Linked DNA regions of Mus musculus: region 2 is linked to region 1. The links are chromatin contacts, called in public promoter capture Hi-C maps. All regions are on one chromosome and are shown on one strand. The core of a region is the stretch at or near the end of the contact, and the rest is flanking DNA. Distances in the headings are between cores, read along the strand shown.

The links. Capture Hi-C pulls out chosen DNA fragments and counts their contacts.
Region 2: a contact with region 1 is called in a promoter capture Hi-C map of adipose tissue. The contact joins the promoter of Tsnaxip1 here to the promoter of Elmo3 in region 1. A contact is called at or near these places in 1 of 39 promoter capture datasets (hippocampal neurons) and 1 of 9 other capture datasets (adipose tissue).

Annotation. Positions count from the first base shown.
Region 1 is chr8:105,301,096-105,308,049 of GRCm38.p6, forward strand. It overlaps Elmo3 (engulfment and cell motility 3), which reads left to right and starts at 4,506. Exons shown (of 20, transcript NM_172760.3): 1 at 4,506-4,734; 2 at 4,872-4,912; 3 at 5,020-5,092; 4 at 5,283-5,333; 5 at 5,501-5,670; 6 at 5,759-5,858; 7 at 5,944-6,095; 8 at 6,193-6,271; 9 at 6,368-6,418; 10 at 6,500-6,622; 11 at 6,707-6,838; 12 at 6,939-6,954. The coding sequence starts at 4,657. E2f4 (E2F transcription factor 4) reads left to right here. Exons shown (of 10, transcript NM_148952.1): 7 at 158-370; 8 at 3,090-3,137; 9 at 3,338-3,382; 10 at 3,478-4,275. The coding sequence ends at 3,593.
Region 2 is chr8:105,823,576-105,830,529 of GRCm38.p6, forward strand. It overlaps Tsnaxip1 (translin-associated factor X (Tsnax) interacting protein 1), which reads left to right and starts at 4,169. Exons shown (of 16, transcript NM_024445.4): 1 at 4,169-4,252. The coding sequence starts at 4,212. Ranbp10 (RAN binding protein 10) reads right to left here and starts at 3,633. Exons shown (of 14, transcript NM_145824.5): 1 at 3,375-3,633; 2 at 2,503-2,614. The coding sequence starts at 3,609.

The DNA.
Region 1 (6,954 bases), core at 3,256-5,755:
ACTTGTGTTCTATAGTGATCTTTTCTAGATGTTTCTTGGTAACTAGTCTAAGTCTCCTTCGGTTTGGTTACCACACTGGTTGTCCTGGCCATAGGATCTAGCCTATGGCAGCTGTACAATCCAGTTCCTGACTGTGTGGTTTGGGATGTGGTTGCAGTGAGTGGTAGCCCTGGAACTGAGAACAAGGACAGTGGTGAAGTCAGCTCACTCCCACTGGGCCTGACAGCACTGGACACTCGGCCTCTGCAGTCCTCTGCACTGCTGGATAGTAGTAGCAGCAGCAGCAGCAGCAGCAGTAGCAGCAGCAGCAGTTCATCTGGACCCAACCCTTCTACCTCCTTTGAGCCCATCAAAGCAGACCCCACAGGCGGTGAGTACTTACTGAGAGGTGGGGGCTAGCAGGGAGAGTCTAGCCCTAGCCCATTGTTGTATCAAACACTTGGAGTTGGGAGTTCCTTTCCTGCTAAGCTCAGCTCTCTGCCAGCCAGAGAAGGATGTCTAATCTCAGGGTCAGTGCTGGTGCCTCTTGCTCCTTCCTGGGACTCCATTTCCCTCTGCTGCCACTTGGAACATCACTAATTGAGATTTGCTACTCTTTGTATTCACCTCACCTTTCTGTTTTCCTTTTTTTTTTTTTTAAAGATTTATTTATTATATGTAAGTACACTGTAGCTGTCTTCAGACACACCAGAAGAGGGCGTCAGATCTTGTTACGGATGGTTGTTAGCCACCATGTGGTTGCTGGGACTTGAACACTGGACCTTTGGAAGAGCAGTCGGGTACTCTTACCCACTGAGCCATCTCACCAGCCCCTGTTTTCCTTTCTTTGTGTGGATGCCTTTAAAATTAGGCCGTACCACAGTGGGGTAGCTCTGCTGCTGTTGGTGTAGTGCCTGGCCCAGCAGGTTTCTAAGGTCGAGATCTGGTGCTTTCTTGGTCTCTGCTGATGCTCTTTCCTCCTTTGTCTTTACTGTCAGCTCTTGGCTTTTCTACCTCACTGGCATCTGACAGTTCCTTAGTTATTGGTACTTACCATTTTATATCTGGGGTGGGCCTCAGCTCTGGGGAGCTGATAGTAGGTTTCAGCCTCTACATAGTGTAGCTCTGTTACCCAGTCTTCTATGTCTTGCATCTGTCTTCTGCACCTCTGAACTTAACCATCCTGCTTCCACTTTGCCTTTCAAGTTCTGAGTGGACTCTATCAGCTGGCTCTAGTCACCACCAGGCTTAAGACGTCTCTGTGTCCTCTCAGTTCTGGATCCCTCGGCTACCCACTTTACATGGGTTAGGTAAAGTCTGCGAAGCATCTCTTCTCATCCCTCTTAGATCCTCAGCACACCAGAAAACTATATGCCATTTTAATTTTAATTTATAGTCATCCTTTAGAACATTTTATCTAATCTATATCTACCTATCAGTAATTTCATATATTTATGCTTTTTTTTTTTTTTTTTGTCTGAGACAGGGTCTCTGTGTAGCTGTGGTTGTCCTGGAACTTGCTGTGTAGACCAGGCTGGCCTCTGCCTCGGGGATTGTGGGATTAAAAGATGTGTGCCACAGCCAGCTCTCTATATTTTGACCATTTACAAAATGACCCCCTTTGCCCTCCTAGTACTTCCTTCCTCTTCCATTCTCATGTTCTCATTCTAGTGAGCACTACATGTATGCACAGATCCAAAGACAATGACTCCCTCTTTCCCAGCTAGTCGGATGGCTTGATCTTGTGTAGGTAACCATAGAGGCTTGTGAGTTCATGAGTACAGTGACCATGTTAAATCCAGAAGATGGTCTTTCACAATGCTCTTCCCCATCCTGTGGCTTGTACAATCTTTCTTACTCTCTTTAGCAATATTCCCTGAACTTTAGGCAGAGCGCCCAACATAATCTCAGCAGTTTATCAGTTATGAGTTTCTGCATTGACTCCTGCCATTTTCTCTAAGCAACAAAGAAGCATAAAAATTGAGGAGGCAGTTTGGTAATGTGTGCATTTAACAAAGCAACAGCAGTAAGTTCCCCCTAGGGTCAACAATCTCTCTAGCCATGGTGTTTGACAAGGTTTACAGTATCAGTCTGGTAGGAATTACTTCCTGTGGAGCTGGCCTTAAAGACAAGGAAAGGGGTTGGTTGCCCTCATAAGTTACGCCACTACTGTACCAGGAGGCACATTGCCACATTGCCAGGTAGGTTGGTATTATATCGTGCATGGTCTATTGCCTGTTAACCCATTAAACCATCCTTTTCTTTCTTTCTTTCTTTCTTTTTTTTTTTTTGTGGATTTTTTTTCAAGACAGGGTTTCTCTGTGTAGCTCTGGCTGTCCTGGAACTCACTTTGTAGACCATGCTGGCCTCAAACTCAGAAATCCGCCTGCCTCTGCCTCCCAAGTGCTGGGATTAAAGGCGTGCACCACCACCGCCCAGCCATCCTTTTCTTTATTCTCAGAAATGGAATGACTCAGCAATGCAGTCCTGATTGGTATTTCTCAGTGTTTAAATACAGCTCAGTGGTAAAGTGCTTGCTAAGCATGAATGAGGACATGTCGCCAGCAACGACAGGAAGCGCTGGGGATGGAGAGTGATGCATGTGCATTCCTGCCCCCAAGATGTTCCAGGGATTGGCATTAGGATGTCAGTGTTCCAGACAAGCATTTGTGCCTGATGCCTTATTTCATTGTCGTCTACCCCCCCCCCCCGAAACTTTAAAACATTTCGTGTGTGTGTGTGTGTGTGTGTGTGTGTGTGTGTGTGTGTGTGTGTAAATGTGTAAATGCTGTGTTGTGTACGGGCAGTGTTGGATTCCCCTGGAGCTGGAATTAGACGTGGTTGTGAGACAGGGCATCCATCTTGTGTAAGACAAGATGTGCACTGCTGGCTCAGAAAGGGGGTTCTACAGTGCCTCTGAGAATAGCTGGATGTGTCACCTGCACTAGACCTTTGGTAGCCTTGGCTCAGCATCGAAGAATGTAGGTCAGCGGATAAAAACCTGAGGAATGTGTAGAGCCCTGGAGCCTAGTGGTGTACGACGTGAAGCAAGCTGAACTATAGTAGAACTCAGCTGAGCTTCCTGTGAGCTTGGCTTTCTTCTCTTTCAGTTCTGGATCTCCCCAAAGAGCTGTCAGAAATCTTCGACCCCACGAGAGGTAGGCGGTGTTCCTCCTTTTGATTGGATGCAGGGCATAAGGAGCATAGTTTGAGTTCTGGGTTCCCTTCTAAGGGTATCTGCTGGGTATCCCAGAAAAAGGGTGAGGTTCCTAATGGGCCTGTGTGGGGGTCTCATTCCTGGGCTTTGGTGGGTGGAGGCGCAAGAGCCAGAATCTGAATGAATTGTGTTCATTCCCAGAGTGCATGAGCTCCGAGCTGCTGGAAGAACTGATGTCTTCAGAAGGTGGGTAGCCCAGGAAGATAAGGGTAGCTGTGAGCAAGGGGGTGGGTGACTGCTGGGGGTCTTGGCCTAAGACCTCAGCCTAATGCTTTCTGCAGTGTTTGCCCCCCTCCTCCGACTTTCTCCACCTCCCGGAGACCACGATTACATCTACAACCTGGACGAGAGTGAAGGTGTCTGTGATCTCTTTGATGTTCCTGTTCTCAAACTCTGACTGACAGGGACATGTCCTGTGCAGCTGCAACCCAGACTGTCTGGGCCTGGAGCCAACTAGGGACTGCCCCCCACCCCCACCCTAACCCCAAGAGCCCAACTCTTGGCTTACTCAGCCTTTTCTGGTCGCTCAGTTCGGGCTGTGCTCTCCTGTCTTGCACTGGCACTTGTGACTGTGCTAGCATAGCTGGGCAGAGAGCTTAGCCCTCTCTACATGGAGCCTTCCCCAGCCAGGCTCAGCTGCCCCTCAGTGGCACCTCTGCCTTGTTCCTACCAGTCACTATGAAGGAGGTTCAGAGAGAGGGTGGTGCTGGGTGGTTGCCTACCATCACCTTTCCTTTCCCACCTGCTCACCCTGCAGCCTCTGGACATCTCGGATGCTCCCTGAGAGTCCTGGGATCTCTGGGCAGTCATGGTGGAGGGGGTTAATAAGGAATTGCTGTGTCTAGCTAGGAGTCTGGGAGGGTTGGTACCTAAGAATGGCTCCAGCTCCTGCCCACCCACCCCCATCTCCCTTCACTTCCACTTATTCACTTACCCTCATTTAGAGCCATTGCAGAGATTTAGAAAGATTTACAGTAACGAATGAATTCCTATATAAAGATTATTTTTATACTTTTTTCAACAAAAGGAAATGTAATATTTGTACAGCATTCAAGTGAATAAAGACATGCCTAAGGCTATCTCTGATCTGGTTCTTTGGGGCCCCTACCTGGGACGCTGGATTGTTGCTGAGACTGGGTGGGTCACCTTACTGGAATGGGAGGTGTGGCTGCTGTGTAGGAAGCCTGCTGCCACAGCCTCTACCTGCTGCACCTTGGTGTGGGGCGGGGCCAGGCAGGCCTCTACGGGGCGGAGCAGGGCAGGGCAGGCGGGGTCTTACCCTCCTACCCCTGAGATTAACCCGGAACTAACAGGCTCCTTTGGGAAGGCCTCGGAGCCCGATCAGGAGTGGGAACCTGGGCTGTGAGTGCAGGCTACAAGTCCTAGACCCTAGACCGGGTGCACTCTCGGCGGGAGGTGGCACATTAGTGCCAAGTGCCAGCGGCCACCGCGGCTGGACTATGGCGCCCCCGCGGAATGTGGTGAAGATTGCTGTTCAGATGTCTGACGCCATCCCACAGCTTATCCAGCTAGACCAGGTCAATGGGACTGTCCAAACTCCGCCTCTCGCTTCTGGGTTGTTCCTTTTCCCTCTGGCCAGCCCAGCCCACCCCTCCCAGAAGTCCCTCACCCCAACTCTTTACCGTCGCAACTTGAGTGACAACTCCACTTACAGGCAAAGCCCCTGGCCACTGTACTGAAGGAGGTGTGTGACGCGTAAGTGCTGTGCCGCAAGCCTGGGCAAAGTGGGGGAGGGGCAGGTGGGAGAGGCGCTCCTGGACGTCCCTGGCAGCTTCCTGCCCGCCCCCCCCCCCCCAACACAGGTGGAGCCTGACTCATCCGGAGCACTATGCCCTGCAGTTTGCTGATGGGCACAGGAAATACATCACAGAGAATGTGAGCCCCCCTCCTAGCCCCACATTCCTCAGGATCCCTTTAACCCACCTGGTTTCGATTCCATGGTTTCATTCTCCCTGCTCTGAATGTGAGCTCTTGTACTGACAACCCCAACCCCACCAGTGGATGAGCCGGGTGACTATTTCACAGAGCCCTCCTTAACTGTGCTCCTTTCTGCTGTTCCCTCCAGAACCGCTTGGAGATCAAGAATGGAAGCATCCTGTGTCTCAGCACTGCCCCAGTAATGTTCCCTTCAGCCCTCTCCTCTCCCTTCCTCCCCCTCTGCAGCTGGTTCGGAGGCCCCAGCTCCTTAGTGCCCTACCTAGTGGGCACCCAGACCATCACAGCTCCAGTTGTAGGGGTAACATTCTCTAACCACATCCATCTTTCCTCTACTGCTCCTGGCAGGATCTGAAGGCCCAGCAGCTACTGGGTAGACTGCAGAATACAAGTCGTGAAGGGTGCTGTGAAGTCCTGAGAAACCTGGTCCTGCTGGCCTCAGACATGACCTTTGCCCAGGAGGTCATCAGTCGTGATGGGCTTCAGAAACTAAGCACCATCATTGAAAATGGGGATGAGTGAGCACAGGGCCCAGGTGGACTGGAGGACGTGGTAGGGCTTGGAAATCTTGCTCTGATCCTACTCATCCCCAGATGTTCTCTGTAGCCTAGGGGAGATGCTGGCCCTTGGTCTAAGGGCTTTCTTGGAGCTCATGGAACACGGTGTAGTGTCCTGGGAGACACTCAGCATCTCCTTTGTCAGGAAGGTGTGTCCTTGTCCAGGGGCAATGGGGCAGTACCAGCATTTAGCCCTCATGAATGACAATGACAGCCTCTATCCATCCCTTATAGGTGATATCTTATGTGAACATGAACCTGATGGATGCCTCTGTCCAGCCCCTGGCTCTGAGACTGCTGGAGAGTGTGACCTTGAGCAGTCCTGCCCTGGGCCAGCTGGTGAAGAGTGAGGTGCCACTGGATAGGCTGCTGGTGCACCTGCAAGTGTAAGCCTCTAGGGTACTGTGTGAACGGGGGGGGGGGGGGGGGAAGCAGTGCTGGGCTCCAGGTGGAGATCTGGGCCTGTTCTTCCTCTTGCCGTAGAATGAACCACCAGCTGCAAACCAAGGCCATGGCTCTGTTGACGGCCCTGCTGCAGGGAGCCAGCCCCACTGAACGCAAGGCGAGTCCACGGTGACTAAATGAAGATCAGCAGCTAGTGTGTGCTGTGCTCCAACTTAGAGCAAAAAATCATCTGAACCCTTCTCACCCACTGTAGGAAATGCTTGACCACCTATGGAAGAAGAATCTTCGCCAGTTCATCTACAAGGTAGGATGGACCAGGCCAAGGAGACCCTCTCCCCAGTCTTCCTTCCCCTGGGAGTCTCACCCAAGCCTTGTTGTCTTCCAGAACATCATCCACAGTGCAACACCCATGGGTGACGAGATGGCTCATCACTTGTATGTGCTGCAGGCTCTTACCCTAGGGCTGCTGGAGCCACGGATGCGGACACCACTTGATCCCTACAGCCAGGTGCGAGGGGACAAAGGCTGCAGGGCTACCTAGAATTTTGCTTTGGATCTATGATCTTGACATGCCCCTTACCATGACCTCCAGGAACAGCGGGACCAGCTGCAGGCTCTGCGCCAGGCAGCCTTTGAACCAGAGGGGGAGTCCTTGGGCACAGGGCTCAGTGCAGACCGCCGCCGGTCTCTCTGTGTCCGAGAGTTCCGCAAGTTAGGCTTCTCTGTGAGTTACCCTACCTTAGTTTCCACCCAAGCCTCCATCCAGGCTACAGTTATTCTAGGGCTCGGGCCCCTTCCTGAGCTGCCTGCCCTCTCGTCTGTAGAACAGCAACCCAGCCC
Region 2 (6,954 bases), core at 2,919-5,418, 520 kb after region 1:
ACACAGCTTACACACTCTAACACAGCTTACACTCTAACACAGCTTACAGGCTCTAACAAGGCTTACAGTCTAACACAGCTTACACACTCTAACATAGCTTAGAGTCTAACACAGCTTACACGCTCTAACACAGCTTACACGCTCTAACACAGCTTACACGCTCTAACACAGCTTACACACTCTAACACAGCTTTCTTCAGTAAGAGCCACTGACATCTAAAAGGGCAGCTGAAGGAATCCAGATCTCTACGTTTAAATATTCCCCTTCTGAAAACCTGCTCTTGTCTCTCACTGGCTCAGCCCTTATCTGTGAAAAAAGGCCACAAAGAAAAGATCCATTTTCCTCCCTACAAGCTTAAGAAGTACACCCATCAGTCTCCCTGGCAATATCTGAGTCCAACACCACATCTTAGTCAACACTGTAACTATTTTTGAGGTGTTTGGAGTTTTTTTGGGTTTTTTTGTTTTTTGGTTTTTGGTTTTTTAAGACAGGGTTTCTCTGTATAGCCCTGGCTGTCCTGGAGCTCACTTTGTAGACTAGGCTGGCCTCAAACTCAGAAATCAGCCTGCTTCTGCTGGGATTAAAGGCATGCGCCACCACGCCCGGCAAGGTGGGTTTTTTTTTTTTTTTGGTTTTTCGAGACAGGGTTTCTCTGTATTGTCCTGGCTGTCCTGGAACTCACTTTGTAGACCAGGCTGGACTCAAACTCAGAAATCCGCCTGCCTCTGCCTCCCGAGTGCTGGGATTAAAGGCGTGCGCCACCACGCCCAGCCTAAGGTGTTTGTTTTAAGAGGTCATTCTCATTGATACTGACTTAAACATTTAAATATGTTTTATCTGATGGTAGAGAGAAATATTAATCTTAAGTCTTCCAGCAAATGTAAGTTTTCTATCTGCAAATGAAGCAGATGGGAATGAAAGTTAAAGATGCGACAGATTCCCTTGATTAAAATTCTAAAGTCACTGAATGTTAAGGCTAAAGGCAGTTTAGATCCCAGAATGACTGTGATGAGACTCAAGCCCCAAGATGTACTCAAGTCCGAGGCCCCTCCAAGGCCAGGATGTCACAAAGTCACTAAGAAAACATTCAAGGCTCCGATCCCAACAGTTCTGCCCAGACTCAGCCTTTTTGTTTTTTTATTTTGTTTTGAGACAGGGTCTAATGAAATAATCCTGGCTGTCCTGGAACTCACTTTGTAGACCAGGCTGGCCTCTACAGAGATCTGCCTGCTTTCTCCCCACCCCACCCTACTTGTGCTGGGATTACAGCCTTGCAACACCATGCTCAGTTCAGGCTCAGCGTCTAAACCTGGCATTTTGCACACAACATAAGTGAGACAGTTGTTAGGAGACAAAAGTTATCTAAAAGCTTAAAAACACACACTCAGGTCCACATGAATGCCACTGGTAGGATTTGCAATCCTCCCATAATAGACCTAAGAAAACCTATCCCTTAGCTGGGTGATGGTAGTGCTGATCGCACACACCTTTAATCCCAGCATTCAGGAGGCAGAAGTAGAGGCAGGTAGATCTCTCTGAGTTCAAGACCAGCCTGGTCTATGGAGCAAGCTCCGGAACAGTCAGGGCTACACAGAGAAACCCCACGAAAGAAAGAAAGAAAGAAAGAAAGAAAGAGAGAGAGAGAGAGAGAGAGAGAGAGAGAGAGGAAGGAAGGAAGGAAGGAAGGAAGGGAGAGAGAGAGAGAGAGAGAGAGAGAAAGAGAAAGAGAGGAAAAAAAAAAGAAGGGAAAAAAAGAAAGCTTGTCCCAAAATAGTTACAGTCACATTCTGGAGTAGCTTGGGACATCTGCTTTGTGACAATTACTAGATGGATTAAGGAGACTGGAGGAATAAGGAAGAGAAGGACAAATGTCCCCTCTGATACCTTGTGTCTGCTTAGGTCACCCTAAAATAGGGAGTCTCCCTAATGCTGACTTTAATAAGACCTTCCTAAAGCTGGTCCAACTGGTGTTCAAGTCCTTGGACTGAAAAACAAGTTTATGAGCAGCAAGGTCACCTGACTTTGACTGTGTGAACACTGTTTATCCAGATGACAGTGGCTGCCACAGCTTTGAAGAGAGCTGCGCAGACTCTGCTGTCCCTTTGAAGCTTCCTGATGCCTCTCCTTGTCTCAGTGCCATAAAAAGGAACCTCAACCTCGAAAACAAGGGAAGTCACAAACACCACATGCTAGCAGGGGAAACCCCACTTGCCCTTTGAATTGTTAATGTAACCTTGTTACTTACAACCCCGATCTATGACTATCTAATTACAATACAAAAAAAAGTGCCCTCCGCTCCACCTATAATGTGCCCACTGCTCTCAAAGCCCACTCACTGTTCAGACCAGATCGTGTCTCTAGTCAGAGGAGTGGTAGCCCGGATCCAAGTAGGTCAGCAGGCTAATATCAGTCCCTGATACTAGTTCAGGAGCTTCAAACACTGACAACGGGGAACATCAGTCCTATGTTGAGGAGGGAAAGGGATAGTTAAGTAGGCTTACCCATCTCTTCCTTTGCTGACAATCTTTACTTCAAAATAGTAAATACCACAGGCTGCTGGGATGGGGTGGGTGGCACGTACAGAGGCTGCATCTTTGTGATTTTTGCCATGACCTGATGTAAGAAGCCAAGGAAGGAATGTCAACACCAGAAAAACGCAAATGAAGGCCTCCTTTTTCTCTACGCCATGGTAAATTCAACCCTCCCTGGCCAGAAGAAGTTCTTGTACTCTCTGAGGAATAATAAGACAACTGAGTAAACACTTAAGCCTCCCGCCTTTAGATCATCTCCACCCCAGACCAACAGTCCTGACAGAGATATTGTCCTCCACAACAAACAAAACAAGGTAGATACAGGCAACAGAAGTGTGTGAGAGACACTGAATACTGTTGTCCGTCTCTCCAGAATCCAAACAGCCCAGCCTGGAGCCCAGGGGAAGGAAGTGGCAAAAATGGAAGTCACCAACAACAACTTTAGCACACAGCGCCTAGCCCAGTCCCGGGATGACTGGCAGCCAGGCAGCCCATGCACTTACTGTGGCAATGTTACCACCTCTTTTTGCAAAAAAAAGACTGAAACTAAGCCGTGGTAAAGGGCCTAGCATAAATTGGAGCCAGCTCAGGAAAGAAGGGTGGCCCTGAAGTGGAAGGTCCTGTCTAGTTTTGGACATTTAATGCAGTTGTCTCTGAGTCTAATATTTAGGAACAGAGCAAAGGAAGCAGGGTAAACCCCGGCCTGACCAACCCCTCTACTCTGGACGTTCCGCTGGGCTAAGGCCCAACTCTCAGAAAACCCGGGCAAAGAAAGGGAAAATGGGCACAGCCTCCCTGCAGACGCAGTAAACTTGTCTCCCAGCGGCCAGACCCGCTGATACCTTTGTAATGGACACGGAGGTTTCCCTGGGAGAGGCCGATGTAGTTGTACTTGTCCTTGGGGCTCCAGGAGCGCGGCAGCGGCGTCTCGTGCTGATTAACCGCAGGGTACAAGCGCTGCAGGCGCCGACTCAGTTCCTGCTCTCCAGGTGACGGTAGCCCGCCCCCGGAGTCCCCACCGGAGGAGTCCCCAGCCTGCGGGTTCCCAGCTCCCGGGTCTGCCGTCGCCGCCGCCATCTTGGAGGGAGCTGCTATTGTGTCACTGGGGGCGGGGAGGAGTGCAACCAGATTTGCCTTGCTCAGCCAATGGGCCGTGAGCATCCCAGGGTCGTAGGGAAACTGAGTCCGAGTCCCGGCAACCTTTCTCTGGACACTACTATACTTCGCCAGATTTAGACTACATATCCCACAATGCATAGCGCTGTAGAAGCCGGCCAACGAGGGTTCCTGGAGAACTTCGGAAGATGTAGTACATCACTGCTCACTCACAAGCCAGTACAACGAAGACTCCGAACCACTGAGAACTACCATTCCCGACTGGCCAAGTGGCCAGACCTCGAAGCTCGCCTTCCTCGTCCACGGTCTCACTTTATTCTTCTGCCTCAGTTCTGTAGCTAATATCAAATTTGCTGTATTGACTGGTTCTCAGAATACCCCATCCCCAGCTCCAGGTCTACTTTTACTGCTTGGCCTTTCTCCAGAGTGCTCACGGGGGCGGGGGCTGGAGGCGTGGCTCAACTGTGAGCCCGCCCTCAACGCAGAGGCTGCTGGGGTCTGGTCCCTATGGCAACGGACTGTACACTACCGCAACGGCTCAATCCTGCATCTGCTCCAAAGTCATGGCCAACCTACAGGAGCGTAAAAGTTTCTCCAAGCCAAGGTAGCACCTGGCCGGGCTGAGGGCGGGGAAGACTTGAATATTTCCAAAAAGAAAAATGACACTGATTCCGATCGCTGCACTGTCTGTTCTTTGGGTAGGACTTCAGCGCCGCAGAATCAGCGATACAGTTGTAATAGAATTGGGGCTGACTCGTCAGTCCAGTAAGAACGTTACAAGCTGCCAAAAGTGCAGGTGTACTTTATCGTAGATAGATGATCTTAGCTAGACACTAAAAAACGAAGTGCCTTATTATAATTATATGTGAAATTCTCACAACTCCTGTTTATAAGAAGCATTCAGTTTCCCACCTGCTCATTCCCAGTAGTGGAAGAAGGGCGAGAGAGGTGATTTCATTCTCAACTCTAATCTTTCAAGGTCTGCTGCCTTGGTAGAAAAAGGCTACAAAAGGACAGCCTGTTGAACAGTGAGAGTTGCAGGACAGTCAGGGCTATATGGAGAGACCCATCTTAAAATAAATGAATTAAAATAATAATAATAAGCCTACAGAGGTTCCAAGGACAGAAAATACCAATGTTATGATTGTCCCTGAAGGAAAAAAAAAGTCTCCGAGAAACAGGCAGCAGCAGGTTGAAAGAGACAACTGTTTCCCATCAAAGGCATAATCCAGGAAAATTACTGTCTATGAAAAAATATGTAATAGGGCTGGGGCTGTAGCTAGAACATGCCAGGACCTGGTTTGATCCCCAGCAACACACAGAATATGAAACAGACTCAGAATCTTCATTCATTAGGAAGGGAGCACAATGTAGTTTTTATAAGCTGAGTTTGATGGTTATGTGACATATTAATTCACAGTTCATGTAGTGACACACTGTTTCCCTTATAGAGATGCAGTGTGGGTTTTCTCCCTCAGACGTTAGAGAGGGTCAACAAGATGGACAGATCAGAGCTTAGCACAGTAGAATGTAAGCAGAACCTGATAAAAGAGACCTTAGAGTTTTATATTTCCTTGGAGAATGTTTCTCCTCCTATGTATGGGCTTTTCTCCCTTTGTTCTCATATCCCTGCTTGCTACTTTAATGGGTTGTCTGTGAAGGTCATTCAATACTAGGAAATTCTCCTGAGCACACATTGCCTGCAGCCATTTATAACACCGAGTTTTCACCACCATTGAGATATAAATGTAAATATTTTGCATTCCTCCTTGAGGTTTGGTGTTAAATCACTTTTTAAAAAATAGGAGTCTAGGTTGTGTGGTGATGGCGCACGCCTTTGAACCCAGCACTTGGGAGGCAGAGGCAGGCAGATTTCTGAGTTCGAGGCCAGCCTGGTCTACAGAGTTACAGAGTGAGTTCCAAGACAGCCAGGACTATACAGAGAAACCCTCTCTTGAAAAACCAAAAAAAAAAAAAAAAAAAAAAAAGGAGTCAAGGGGGCTGGAGAGATGGCTCAGTGGTTAAGAGCACTGACTGCTCTTCCAGAGGTCCTGAGTTCAATTCCCAGCAACCCCATGGTGGTTCACAACCATCTGTCATGAGATCTGATGCCCTCTTCTGGTGTGTCTGAAGACAGCTACAGTGTACTCATAAAATAAATGTTTAAATAAATAAATAAATAAATAAAAATGGGAGCCTAGATGGGCAGTAGTGGCACATGGCACTTGGAAGGCAGGGGCACGAGAATCTCTGAATTCAAGGCCGGCTTGGTCTCATAGAGAAACATGTCTTGAACACACACACATACACACACACACACACACACACACACACGCCTGAGAGATAAGTCAGCAGGTTAAGGATTGCCTGGTTCCCTTAATCTGATCCCCAGATCCCACATGGTAGAAGGACAAAAGTCATACCAACAAGTTGTCCTTTAATCTCCCCTGGACCCTATGGCTCACACATTAATACTCACAGAAAGAAAAGAAGGAAGAAAGAGAGGAAAAAGAAAACTTGGGGCTTGAGGAGGCTGCAGAGATGACTCAGCAGGTAAGCTCTTTCAGAAGACCTGAGTTTGACTCCCAGTGTCCACATCAGGTGGTTCACAACCACCTGTAATTCCAGCTACAGGGAGATCTGACATCTCTTGTGTCTGTGGACACCTGCACTCATGTACACACACAGATAACAAAAAATTAAGCCAGGCAGTGGTGGCGCATGCCTTTGATCCCAGCACTAGGGAGGCAGAGGCAGGTGGATTTCTGAGTTCAAGGCCAGCCTGGTCTACAGACAGAGTGAGTTCCAGTCAGGGATACAAAGAGAAACCCTGTCTCGAAAAACAATAAATAAATAAATAAATAAATAAATAAAATATTAGAGTCTAGAGAGATGGCTCAGTGATTAAGAGCACTGCCTGGCTGCTCTTCTAGAAAATCTGAGTGAGATTCCCAACACCCACAACTCTCTCAACTTCGGTTCCAAGAGATGCAATGTTCTCTTCTGCCCTCCTGGGGAAATACTCATACAAATAAAATAATAAAAATAAAATTTTAAATGAGAAAAGTAGTTAGGGGCTAGGGAGATGGCTCAGCGGTTAAGAACGCTGACTGTTCTTCCAAAGGTCTTAAGTTCAATTCCTAGCAACCACATGGTAATGGGCATCTGATGCCCTCTTCTGGTGTGTCAAAAGACAGTGACTGTGTGCTCACATACATAAAATAAATAAATCGTTAAAAGAAAAGTAGTTAGAAATTAAAAATAAACCAATAAGTACCTGTTTTAGGGTTTTACTGCTGTGAACAG